Linked DNA regions of Mus musculus: region 2 is linked to region 1. The links are chromatin contacts, called in public Hi-C maps. All regions are on one chromosome and are shown on one strand. Each heading gives the region's core, a stretch centred on a gene start, on an enhancer-like site or on the middle of the called end of the contact. The rest is flanking DNA. Distances are from core to core; before and after follow the strand shown. Region 1 overlaps Vwa8 (von Willebrand factor A domain containing 8). Region 2 overlaps Elf1 (E74-like factor 1).

What was found. Hi-C and Micro-C count contacts between places; a contact is called where the count stands out from the background.
Region 2: a contact with region 1 is called in a Hi-C map of CD8 T cells, with 7 times the contacts expected there. The contact joins two enhancer-like sites. A contact is called at or near these places in 1 of 484 Hi-C or Micro-C datasets (CD8 T cells) and 3 of 115 datasets of contacts at active chromatin or transcription factors (T-cell acute lymphoblastic leukemia, effector CD8 T cells and memory CD8 T cells).

Annotation. Positions count from the first base shown.
Region 1 is chr14:79,121,730-79,128,698 of GRCm38.p6, reverse strand. The region is part of intron 37 of Vwa8 (von Willebrand factor A domain containing 8); the gene reads right to left. All of the region lies in intron 1 of Gm30970 (a long non-coding RNA gene), which reads left to right. Among named protein-coding and RNA genes, the nearest start is that of Gm30970, 10 kb to the left of the region's middle. Within about 2 kb of position 1,823, at least 17 of the 459 cell types and tissues checked have an H3K27ac peak or open chromatin away from gene starts, as enhancers often do. A contact at or near this core is called in CD8 T cells and memory CD8 T cells, where this site is marked.
Region 2 is chr14:79,518,188-79,525,046 of GRCm38.p6, reverse strand. The region is part of intron 1 of Elf1 (E74-like factor 1); the gene reads right to left. It also overlaps the pseudogene Gm9243. Among named protein-coding and RNA genes, the nearest start is that of n-TEttc4, 40 kb to the right of the region's middle. Within about 2 kb of position 3,081, at least 131 of the 459 cell types and tissues checked have an H3K27ac peak or open chromatin away from gene starts, as enhancers often do. A contact at or near this core is called in CD8 T cells and memory CD8 T cells, where this site is marked.

The sequences.
Region 1 (6,969 bases), core at 574-3,073:
AATGTACAGAGTTTGGGCTCCTATGAAATCATAGACTTTAAAGGTATCTCTAAAGGTAGAAGAAAATACCAACTGTCATATGCTCACATTGAGCTTCATTGCTTAGAAGGATGGCATTCCACAGTCAGTTGGAGTTCACACATATTAGAGACAAGTAAAAATGATCATGGCAGACAAATTGTAGACCTTACGGCACCTGACTCACAGGTGTCCATTCAGGAGCCACAAACTTAGCAGTAGGAAGGAAAAAGGCTAACAACGAAACTGCTCAGAGTTCTCTGTCACCCTAGTGAGATGTGAGCTCATAGAAAAGGAAGATTCATCCTTCTAGGAAGCACCCAGGGTTCCAGTTCTTCACGGGACCTCACAGAACCTCAGACACACGTCCATTGGTTCTACTGTGTACCCAGAAGCTACCGAGCACTAGCCGGGGGCGGGCTTACAGGAAGTACTGGGGGCACAGTCTTCAGGCAGTACTGGGGGCACAGTCTTCAGGCAGTACTGGGGGCACAGTCTTCAGGCACCAGCTTTGGGTTGGGAGGCCTGCCTTCCAGACAGATCAGAGTGAACGATCACTGTGTGATCAGGGAAGGCTGCTGGCCCACCAGCCATGTGGAGACAAAGCGGCCCTCAGCTATGAAGGCTGGGGCCCAGCAGTGGGTGGACTGAAGGCACGGAGCCCACAGTGCATGTCTGAGGTCGGGAGGACAGTGGTCTGGCTTCGTGGTCAGCATTCTTCTTAGGAGTAAAGAATCTTGCTTTTTCATTCATAAAATACAGAACATTCTAGAACACCATTCTGGCCCAGATCAGATTTCCCCCACAATGAATACAATAAAAAATATTTTGAATCTTATACTGAGGTAGCTTTTTGGAAAACTAATAATTTTCCTTTTCTTCTCCCCTTTCAGACTTACACAATTCTATTTTTACCTTATCTTGGGAGGCGGGTGGTCACTGCCCATCTTTTTTGATTTTGAATTCTAAACCAGAGTTCTCGCCTTTTTCTGTAAAGGCCAGATGGCACACACTTCATCCTTGGTGGATCGTGTTGCAACTTACCCAGCATTGCCTTTCTAACACAAAGCAGGAACAGGTACTACCGTGCGAACATAGCTGTGCTCCAATAAAACTTTATGTGGATACCAAAATCTGAACTTCATTTAATTTTCATGAGTTACTTGATACAATTTTTGATTTTTCAAATGCTAGAAATGCTTAAAAACAAAACAAAATAAGACAAAACATGTGCTGGGCTTGGTGGCACATGCCTTTAATCCCAGCACTCAGAAAGCAGAGGCAGGCAGATCTCTGAGTTCGAGGCCAGCCTTGTCTACAAAGTGAGTTCCAGGACAGCCAGGGCTATACAGAGAAACCCTGTTTTGAAAAACCAAAACCAAAACCAAAACCAAAAAAAAAGACAAAACATGTTTGTCAGCTCAACAAAACCAGGGACATATTTTGCCAGTTCCCCAGATTACATACTCTTCAAATAAATGTTTAAGGTTTTTCTGGAGAAGCTAAGAGTCTGTAGGGAGGGGTAACAAATTCAACAGCTTGACAAAGCTTGGGGAGAGCTTGGCTTTGTCTCCTGCTGTGTGCCCACCCTGCTAAGAGGAAACAGAAGTCAGTAGGGAGAGTTTTGCCATTCTCCTTAAAACTACTAGAAACCCTGATGTTGCTGCCTAAATTTCAAATGAAGGAGATTTCATTTAGAAGTCTGGATTCTGAGATGCACAATGCCTTGTTGGCCTGAGACCTTCCTGGCTTGTGTCACACCTGTGTCACCAATACCAATTTGTGTGCGTTTGATCAAACTCTTTTGTAGTCTTCTCTGAGAGTACCACCTCTACGTACTTAGTCTTTAGGCCTTAGGGAAGCTAAATGGTGGAGAGAATAAAAACAAGGCAGACAGCTAGCACCATCAACTTGACAGGATCTAGACCAGTGCTTCTCAACTGTCCTAATGCTGTGACCATTTAATACAGGTCCTCATGGTGTAGTGACCCCCAACCAATGGAAAACAATTATCTCATTGCCTTTTCATAACTGTAATTTTGCTACTGTTCTGAATTGTAATGTAAATATATAATATGCAGGATATCTGATATGTGACCCCTAAGAGGGTCCTGACACACAGGTTGAGAACCAGTGATCTAGAATCGCTGATCCAGGAGGCAAACCTCTGGGTGTGTCTGCGAGGGACTTTCTAGATTTGGTTATGTGAAGTGGGAAGACCTGCCCTGAATGTGAGCTGTGGGCATCCCATGGCTGATGTCTCAGGAGAAAGCTGGCTGAGTGCAGCCTTCCCTCCCTCCCTCCTACAGGGGACAGAATGGGGCAGCCATATGTTCTTGCTGCTGCGACTTCCTTACCACTAACCTGAATTCCGCTGAACTTCGAGCACAAATGAGCCCTTGTCAGACATTTTGCCACAGCAACAGGAAAGGGACTGACCCATAGGCTTCTACAGCAGAGAGAACCAGGCTGAAATTACAGCTCTGTTCTTCACTAGCACAGCAACTGTGGCCAAATTACTTAAACCTCAAAATGGAAAGAGAAGCACATACCGAAAGTAGTGGCTATCATGATCTTTCTCTCTCTCTCTTCCTTCCTTCCTTTCTTACTTTTTCTTTTTCGTTTTGGTTTTTGGTTTCTGGATTTTTTGAGACAGGGGTTCTTTGTATATCCCTGCTAAGATTATAATATACCCGATTTTATAGAAAAAGAAATTAAGTCCTAAGAGGTGGCATGAGTCCTCAGGGAGACGTGCTAACGGTTCAGGAACGAGGACCTCCTTCCTGGATTACAGGCTGGAGGACATTTCTCTGTACCTGTGGCTTCAACAGGACCCACACTGTGTCCCATCTTTCAGGTTATGCCACCTCATACAATGCTTCTCATACAAGACTTTCCTTTGAGGGTCAAAACTCTTCTAGTGCAGATAGCCAACTGACTGTTTTTTAATTGTCATTCTTTTGGGAGGGTGACATTAGCAGAGACAGCTTATTCAGAGGTTGCACACTTCAGGGGCTCGGATGATGGCTCGGTTGGTGACGTGCTTGCCATGAAGCCTAAGTTCAGTCCCCTAGAACCCATGGGCGATTGGTGCACATCTGTAATCCCAGCACAGGATAGTCTCTGGAGCTGCTGGCTTGGCTGTCTAGCTGAATCAGTGAGCTCCAGGTTAAATAAGAGCTGCTCACCTTGACCTCTGGCCTCTATGTGTGCATACATGCACCTCCCACAAAAAAGATAGCATGCTTCCGAGGGAAAGAAGCAGGCCAGGGAGGGGCTAAGCAGCTCAAAATGACCCGGCTATAAAGGACGAGCGTTATTGCACTTAAGGGTCATGGCTTGTGTACCCAACAAGCCAGGTTTGGTCAATTGTCCTCAATAAGCTAACTAAAGAAGCCATACTAATAGTAAAAGCAGAAAACAGGCATTATTCAATGTGGCAATACTGGGATGAAGACAAGGAAATCTATCAACTTCTCCAAGTCTACCTTGAGGGGCCTTGACAGAGGGTAGAGTTTTAATAGGAGGCAAGAGGCACATGGTAGTTCAGCTATGAAAAATGTCACCAGAGTAAAATGACTTCAGAAGCTGCTGGAACCACTCATTCTCCCCTCTTTCTGGAGTCAATTTGTTGTGGGTGACAGACACCCTTTCTTTTTATCCCTCTGTGACTGTCATAATGCTGCCGTCCTTAGGTGTGCCCTGACAAGCCAGGGTCAGCCACCCATCCTAATCACGTAACCAAGGAGCCTGGATATTAGTGAGAGCAGACAAAGAGAGGCACCCAATGCGGTCATGCCGATGAAAGGACAGAGGGATCACTGGACCCCTCCCCATGTCTGTCTTTTTAACTACAGTTCTGCAAGACTAAACTGACAGGAACTGCTCAGGAGATGGAATTCTAACATTGACTAGGCTGAGGCAGTTCTGTTTTAAGCTCGCTGACACCCTCTTGTGGTCAGCAGAATAATTTTAGTTAAGTATAAATTGGGAGTGATTTAGAAGTTAGTGCTTAAATATAACAAGATAAATAAGGGTAAAATGACATTTTAAAGGTTATTATATTATTTTAGGCTTTAGCCTATGCTTAGAGGCAAAAATATTTCCAAGTGTCTCTTCAAGAAACATCAAGGTGAGAATGGATGTTTTTCTTGTGGTGCTGTTCATAAAAGAAATACTATTATAATTAAGAATAATGTTCAACATATGTGGTAGTAGCCATATTACCACCAATTCCTTAGGCTTTTTTTCTAATGCTGTAAATGAAAGAATATTCTGTGATTCTCTGGATTTCACTGGTTTGTGTATGGATAAGAATCCTATTTGGGGAACTTCTCCAGAATGTTGCCTTATCAAGATGCACTCCATGAACACAGCTCTGGAATGGGGTGTGTGAGAATACCCCATGGAGAAGCTGGCGAACCTGCAGCTAAGTGAAAGTAAGTTTACAGATGCCCCCTTTGTATTCAAATGCTGACTTAAGAGTCAGGGATAACTAGAGCAGCAAGGCAAATAAGGGTAGCCATACACCTGTTACCTGGGGCTAACAGCCAAGGGGCCATCATACAGACAGAGGAGGGAGGGAGGGCCTTTCTAACTTAGCATGCCAACCAGTGTGGACAGGAGGAGTGGTGGAGTAAGACATCACCACTTGGCAACCATCACTGTATTCGTACACGCAGAGAATGCCAAAACAATGGATGAATATTGACAGGTTTGGAACACACGCCACAAACACCCATCCTAATCATAATGGGAAATAGCGCTCGCTCCAGGTGAATCCCATCGGAGAGAACACCTCCACCTCACCATCGGTGGACCAGTTCTCCGTGCCGGATAGGGCACACTGAACGGAGCCATGTTGTCAGTGACTTTCCTGCCAAAAATTCGTACTCTGGGTCCCGAATCAAAGGATGTTTTACAAAACAACAGGTTGTGGTCTTCAAAATACCACAGAGAACCAGTTATGAAAGCCAGCAAAATGAGGAACTGATGAGACAGAAAGACACCAAAGAGGCCGCTCTTCAACTCCTTCCTGTTCTCACTGGGCACTGGAGCTGAATACGGTCTGGGGACAAGGCTTCTACACTGTATCAATCTCACATTCCTGAGCTTGAGGTCTGGATGGAGGCCATGCCATGTGCCTGGGGAGGAAATACTCCGGTATGTAGAACTAAAGGATATGTACATTTTACTTTCAAGCAGTTAATGAAAAAGAGACACATAGGCACAGGTATCACATGTAACACAGAGAGAAATTAAAAAGACTTCATAAACACAGTGTTTATGAAGGTAAAAAAAAAAAAAAACAAACAAACAAACCAAAGCAAACCAAAATCAAAACGGTTAAATTCCCAAAGGGCAGAAATCCTAAACAGAATTTGACTCCTAATAACGTGACCCCGTGCCCCGTTCTCATTCAAGGCATGTCAGTGCAAACAGATTCCCCTCACATTTAGAGAAGATCAGAACATGTAGTGATAAACTTGGAGGAGAAAATTCGAGATCTATTTTTAAAGGACATTCTATTGGAGTTTTAGGGAAAAAATCACATACATAAATAAATATTAAAATATACTTCTATTTGCCACACATCATCCATGCATGCAAGCATCAGGCATCTGTCGTGGAGTTGGGCATTGGCGAGAAGTGAGCTATTTTCAGAATGGTTAACTAATTCCTGTCATACTTTTACAACAAACCCAGCTTACTCCCACCACCAATCCAGAAGCTATAGGGGAAGAACAACCATTGCAATAGTAGATCCTGTTAGCCACGAGACAGTTCCTCCACACTATGGGCCCCTCCAAGCCAGGCCAGGACACCGCAGTTTCTGGTGGTACATTTTCATCAATAGGAATTCAGTGTGGTTAAGGAGATGGTTTTCAATCGAGCATAGTGCTTTTCCTTTGGGTTAACACAAGGCCTATGTAAGTATAAGATTTTCCAGGAGGGGTATAGGAGAGTGTTCTTTATGGGAACATTGCCCAACCCACACCAGCAATGAAGAATGTATTGAGTTTAGCAGCTTAATCTTCACTCCTAAAATAAAATGCAATGAGAATTACTCAGCTTTAAGTAGCTCATTCTGTGATCAGCTGATAGAGTGTCTGGCATGTATAAAGCCATATGTGTATGTATGTATGGTTTATATGTATATATATATATATATATATATATATATATATATATATGTAAGATGTATGAAGGGTCTGATTCTCAGTATAGCAGAAACAAGATGTGGTGGTATATGCCTGTAATCCCAATACTTGGACACAGAAATAAGAGGATCAAGTAGGTCTTTCTTGGATAGATAGCCAGTTTGAGGCTAGCCTGGGCTACATACAACTATGCATCAAAAAGAAAAACTGGGTGAAGCTCACTAAATGCAAATGTATTCAGAACAGCAAAGAAAAAGTTGGCAAATTTTATCCTGGCAACGATAAAGCCTCATAAGAGCCGTGGTGCCACTTGATGGTGAGTATGTGAGAAAGGAGCTAGCCCTGAGGAAGAACAGCTCTCATGCGTGCTGACTCCTAGCTATGAGCTGGACACTTTTACTCTGGGATTTCCTGGTTCTATGAGACAGGAAATTACCATTTATAGCTTAAGTTAGTGTTAACTAAATCAATGTTCCTATTAAACATCATCTTACATTCTGTCTTTTTTTTTTTTCCTTCTGAGACATAATCTCATGTAGCCCAGGCTAGCCTCAAACTTACTATGTAGCTGAATCTGGCCTGGAATTCCAGACCATCTTTCTACCTCTTAAGTCCTGGGAGTAGAGGTGTGCTACAACACCCTGGTATGGTTTTTTTGTTTTTGCTAAGATACAAATGTGTGCCTTCATCTTGCACAACTTTTGATTCCACAATGAACCTGCAAACACATAGATAATAGCTTTTTTTCTTCAAATGCATAAGGAGAATTACTGTTTTAACCAGCGGCCCA
Region 2 (6,859 bases), core at 1,832-4,331, 400 kb before region 1:
AGAGGTTTTCTCCAATAGGAAATGTACTTCTTTGATGTTCATCTAGAGCTTATCAAGAGATCTCAAGAATCTATGTTCAAGACACCTCTACTATTAATGGATTCAATGGTAAACCATTCAGAACATCTGCTAAATTTACCTAAGTACAGTATTGTGGAAAAGACAGAATAGCATGCCTCATCCTTGATCCATGCAGTTTGCAGTGTGGTTCAGTAAATAAGACAAGACAGCTAACCCCAGAAGGCAGCATCTAATTGTTAAAACGGATCCACAGTGTATCTTTTCAGCCAGTCCAGGGGTTTCCAAATAGAGTTCTAACAACAGAGGGTGGTCCCTGTGCTCAAAAAGCCCAGTGACAGCCCCAGGAATCTGAGACTACTGTTCAAAATGGCAGAAAGAGCTGTGACAAGCACTGCACAGATGATGGCACTGCTGAAGTGTAAGCCACTCCCCTGCACCTCTTCCCTTATGGCACAGATACTCTCAACAAGCATGGTAAAGTGCTCAGGTTGTGGGGAACACAAACAAACAAACAAACAAACAAACAAACATTGAATTGATGGGCTGTGGTTTTGTTCTCCCTGGGGATGAGAAGGGTGGAGATAGAGGAATGGTAGTGCACACCTGTAATTCCAGCACCAGGAAGGCAGAGGTATGCACGAGGAGAAAATCATGACCTAATCAGATCCTGTCTCACATGCCATTGTCCTAGCCTGGGGCGCACAGGGGCTTGAGGCCATCCTAGGTTGTACATTTAGGCCTTATCCACAGTAACTTCCAAACAAAAGCTATGAGGGTGAGGGCGGCACTGGCTCGTCAACCCAGCTACAGCCGCCTGGCCAGAAGACTGAGAGCTCAAGGCCAGCCTGGCAACTTGCAGAGTGAGACCTGCTCTCAAATTTGTTTAAAAAAAATTAAAAATACAAAAATTTTCAAAGAGGTTCGGTTTTTCCAGCAGAGTGCTTGCTCAATGTGTGAGGCCCATTATTACCCCCAAATTCACAACCTAATTTAATAATTTTTTAAAATGGAAAATTACAAGGTTTTCTTTCTTCCTTCCTTCCTTCCTTTCTCTCCTGTCCCCCACCCCTACCCCAGACAGGGTCTCATTGTTTATGCTATGGCCATGACCAGTCACAAATTTTAAAAACATGACTGTATTACATTCTTTGTACATGCTATTTAACTAAATCTTCATTCACTTAACTACCAGAAGGAAAACATATATATATATATATATATATATATATATATATATATAGCGAGAGAGAGAGACTAGTTGCATCTATGTTCTATATGGATTAAGTATTTTGAATAGATGACACTCGGCTATGAAATGAAGCAAGGCAATATCCATGACAGATTCAAACTTCATGGCCACTTACTACAGTCTGCTACCACCAGCATATCATTCAGGAAGGCTTTGCTTCTAAGGACACAGCTCAGTGGAGGAGCCCTGAGCACTCACCTGGCATGTGTAAAACCCTGGCTTTGATCCACAGCTCCCCAGAAAAGCACACTCCGAGGAGGAAGAAAAAAGCGCTTGCTTCAATTATTTCTTACAAATATACCATAAAGGCAACGTGCAGAGAAGACACACTGTAGTTCTTTAATCAGCCTGTGGCTTTGATTCCAGAATGGAGCTATCAGAGGTGTGAGTGCACCTATGCTTGCACTTAGTAGCTACAACCTCGGTGAGTATACAAAACTAAAGGCAATTAGGGCACAATCTTTGTCCTTAACTGGCTTGATTCCTAGGAAAGATTGGGAACAGATAACTAAATGTAAATGAATGTATTAAACAAATGCTGAGGGAGGGGGGGTAAATACTTGTGAGATGGAGGAACCCTTACAAGGGGGCAAGTTCATTAGTGATAACTCCCATCTGATCTTGCTAAGTTCTGAGACTGTGAAGGGGAGGGAGACATTCTAGTTAGAAGGAGCAATGCTGACAGTAACATTTAAATCTAAAAATGAGGTGGGACAACCTAGTAGAAAACAAGCTTTTCCAACGGGGAAATGAAATTGTCTCACCTCCTCAGCTGTCTTCAGCACTTGTGTGAGTTTGGACAGATTTCCCACATATAAGACACAATAGAAGCCAAGAAAACGTTAAAGGGCATACAGAAAAAAATCCAGCTGTCTACCCTCCATAGTAAGACCACAAAAACACATTTGGTTTTTTGTTTGTTTGTTTGTTTTTTACATTTCCCTCCATTATTTGAAATTAAATATACTTGATAAGGCCAGCTAGAGTAGTGCATACCTTTATTCTACAGAAGCAGGTGGACTTCCATGAGTTTGAAGCCAGCTTGGTCTATATAGTAGAGACACTATCTCAAAGTTAACATTAAATAAATAAGTGGACTCAGCAAGCCTGTTGATGGCTCTGTAGAACAGCGGTTGCAGCTCGGTGGTAACGAGCATGCCCCATTATGTGCACGCTCTGGGGTTAGTTCCCAGTTCTAAAAATAAAACGCATGACTCCTAAGTAATACCACCAAGACTGACTTCTGGCCTATATGTACATACATCTCACACGCCTGTGCACACATATGAACGTGTGTGCATGCATGCACAAAGTGCACAGTCCCTCAGGAATGACACCTCTGGCTCCTAAGAAGTGCCACCCAAGGTTGACCCCTGGCCTTCATACGCGAGCACACACACACACACACACACACACACTCACACTCACACTCACACTAAGGTATACTTGAGTATAGTTTGGTACAGGCCTATAACCCCAGCGTTTAGGAGGCTAAGTCAAGAAGATCATGAGTGTAATGCCAGCCTAAGTGCATATGGAGCCTTTCAAAAAACAAAACAAAATCACAAAAGGAAAAACCTCTTAAATGTGTAAAACTTGTATTTTCATATAAGTCCTATATCTAATGTCAAAGTGTTGCCAGATATCCACGCAATCTGTGTAACCCACCAAGAAGCCTACCATACATACCCCTAAAATCAACAAGTACGAAGTTTAATGAAACAACCTTTATGCTTAACTGGGCTCCCTGATGGGAAATTAAAGCAGCAACCGTACATCTGTGTCTCTGTTCCTCTCTTCGTGGTTTAACTGACAGGAAGCAGAGAGCAAGATAGAGCATACAAATGTCAACTATTTCCTGCCTTCTCTGCTGCATCTTACTTATAAATAGTTCAATTGCCTGTGTGCAAACACAATGAAGTATGATATCAGAAACATAAAAATGAAGAAAGACAATGAAAGTATTCTGGTGTTGAGAGCTAAGAGACAAAAGAACAATGTTCATGTCCTTTGAAGGACTCCTAGGAATGAATACCAAAGATCTGATAAAATGCTGTGGCCAGCCTTGTTGGCATAGGCCTGTGACCCGGCTACTCCAGAGCCCGGAGGAGGAAGATGGCTACACAGGCAAGGAAACCCAAGCAACTTAGTAAGAGCCCTGCTCCAAAGTTAAAAACTACAAAACATACTAGAGCCATTGCTAGAGCATGCAAAAGGCCCTGGGCCTAAGAGGTAGGAAAATAAAAACAAAAACAAAAACAACCACGCCCACATAACTGAATGAAACAGCAGAACATGTCCCCAAACCGTAAAGTCTGTCCTAGGAGTCTGGCAATTTGAAGAGTAACATTTGCTAGCCACCCTAACTAAACATTTCAAAACAAGGGAGGCAGAGGCGGCTGGATCTCTCTGAACTTGAGGCCAGCTGATCTACATAAAGCACTCTAGGCCAGCCAGGGCTGTATAATAGTAGGCATCTGTCTTTAAATAGACAAACAAAAAAACCCAGAAACCATGTAGCTGAGCAAGCAGCTGAGCATATCAGAGAGGTAGCATGGCTACCCCAAATGACTCAATAACACCCAACTGATTAATTTGCCACTTTGATCTTTGGGGGTTGGTTGGTTGTTCTGTGATAGTTCTCACACAACCCAAATTGTTCTCCACCTCTCTATGTAACAGAAAGATGACCTTGAACTTCTGATCCTCTAGTCTCCATCTCCAAACATAATGCCTACCATACAGGCACTCTATCAACTAAGCTAAGCTTAGAGTGTTGGGTTTTTATTTAATACAGCCTTTTGTCAGTCTCAGATTACTTGTGCCCCAAAACCCCAACAAACTACCCCCACTTTCTCATATGTCCAAAACTTGGTTCCTGTAATATATATCTACCATAAATAGGTGCTCAACTGATCATGCCTGTCAAACTAATAATCTTTATGAATGATAACTCACCACATGGTTAGGCAAAGTACAGCTATCTTCTCTATTAATATTGGGCAATTCTTACCTAGCTATAAATATAATCTACATCAACTATAATTTTATCAGGCTTCAGCATTCTATATTAATGTCCAAAACAACATTGTTCATATCACATAAGCCCATTGTGAGAATCCTGTGGCTTTTTTTTTCCTAAACAGAATTTAACATGTCCTTACTATTTATTTAGGTTTAAGTAAGGTTCTATGTTTCTAAAGTATAAAACCTTATATGATGGCTTGAATATACAGTTCTATTTTGCCTAATATTTCAAAGGAAAGGCTATAGCTCATTCTTTTTCAAAGACTATTAATATTCTAATTAATATTTCCAATTTAAACCTGGAATATTGGGCTGTAGGTATAGTTTAGTAGTACACCATTTACTTAGCCTATGTAAGGCTAAGCGGTATGGGAAGAGGGAAAGGAGAAAGAATAAGAATGTAAGGACTAAGGATACAGCTCAGTGGAGAAGTGATTTGCCTAGAATGTTCAGTGCCCTAGGTTTGATTCACCATCAATACAAATAAACAGTAAAATCTGCATATATATATATATATATATATATATATATATATATATATATATATATATGTAGAGAGAGAGAGAGTCTTCTAACATTTTCTAACAAGCTTAAGGAACACTTTAAATAAACACAATATATAAGGAATCTTTAAGCATCAAATATTCTGATTAGAAACATACTGAAGCCAATTTATGATTATTGGGCTTTCATTACAACTGAGGTGTTCCAGATGCACAAAGTAGCCTGCCTTCCAAGATGCCTCTCACAAACCTGCTCTGACTTCATGCAGACTATAGATGCAGTAACTTCCTACAGAGATTTTAAAAGAAGCACTGTGTCTAAATGCAAGTCTCTGTCAAACCTTAGAATACTTCTTATATTCAAACTGAAACTTTTTTTCTTGTGGTGCTACAAATTGAAGCAGGCCACCTGCCTGCTAGGCACACAGTCTACCACACAGCTACACTCCTGGCCTCAAGTCTGAAACTCTATATAGCAACCCAAAGCTCCCCCAATTAAGAACACAATAAAGAAATGCAGACTACGTGTGATAGTGCTTGCCTGGAATTCCAGGACTAGGATGCTGAAGTTAAAAGAGGCTGGAGAATTCAGGGCCAGCCTGGGCTAATTAGGGGGATCCTGTCTCAATAAGAGAAAGAATGGAAAAACAAACCAGAAGTGGGGGGATGACTCAAAGGTCGAGAGCACTTGCCGCTTCAGCTCTCAGCACCCTTGTCGGTCGTCGGTGCCTTACCAGTAACGAGCTCCACGGGAATCAGACAGCTTTGCTTTTTAATAAACAGGACAAAGAATTTTATAAACAGGAGGAACTGAAAATGTAATGAGAACTGAATCTACTAGAAGATAATGTAAAGGCGCATTTCACCTACTGCTAAAAAGCACATAAAATGGCAGATACCCCCTGCTAACCCCTTGTCTGTGAACGTTAAAGCAGTAAAGTTAGACCAGCAAAGCAGCAGCCTCCTCCTCAGCTCCCCTTTTTCCAAGGCCTGAGCTGAGCAAGGCCCAGAAACTTGGACCTCTACTTTCACTTTCTTCGAAAAAGGTCGATTTCTTCATCAAGTGCCCCGATATGCAAAAATACTCCACTGTAAAGTCGTGTTTGGCGTAAACTTTAATAAAATTAAATTTTGGCCACATAATTCTGTGGATATGACATCATGTACTTATCCAATACTTAGTTTCTGAACTATTGGCTCATTTCCAATGGCGCAGTACTGCAGTGATGCTCAAAGTCCTTCTCAGGCCCACAAAGGACCTAGAAACCTTGTCAGCACTTAATAGCTCAAAATGACCCTCATAATGCAACCGGGTGTCCGTTACACCCTCTAGGTGCACTGACTTGTGCAGTGTTGGGGCAAGAGCAACTTCAAGCTGGAGCTTGCCAGCCTCGGCAGGAGTCAAGGCTACACAGCCAAACCACACTACTTGTATTTTTACCAACTAGCACTGACAGCTTTTAAAACGTTTACTATTTTATGTGTATATGAGTGTTTTGCCTGCATGTATGTCAGTGTACCACGCACTTGTCTGGTGCCAGCAGAACACAGAGGAGGTCAAATCTCTTAGAACGGAGCTACACATAGCTGTGAGGTGCTGAGAATTAAACCCAAGAACTCTGGAAGGGAAGGCAGCCAGTGCTCTTAAATGTGGAGCCACCTCTCCAGTCCCAGCACTGACATGTTTTAAAGGCAATTTCACTTAATGTCCATGATGAACAACAGGAGCTATTTATTTTCTTAAATTCTCTGTTCCTTCAGTCTTTGCAAAGTCTTCACACATCTCAATAAGAAAAATTAATGCTACAGAACTCTTGCACCTGTGTTCTTGGGAGTGCATCAAAGAATGCTTCCAAACTAGAAGTACTCTAACGTTATTAACAAGAGCTGTTAAAGGTTCTGGTATAGACAGGGGCTGCAAAGATGTGCTGCCGAAAGTCAGCTTCACTGAGCTGACTGGAATAAGCAAACCACTGCAGGAAAATGGGACTTGGCTTACATGAGGTTCAAGAGAGTAAAACTATAAGAAAAAGATTACCACAAAAGTCAAAATAGTCAA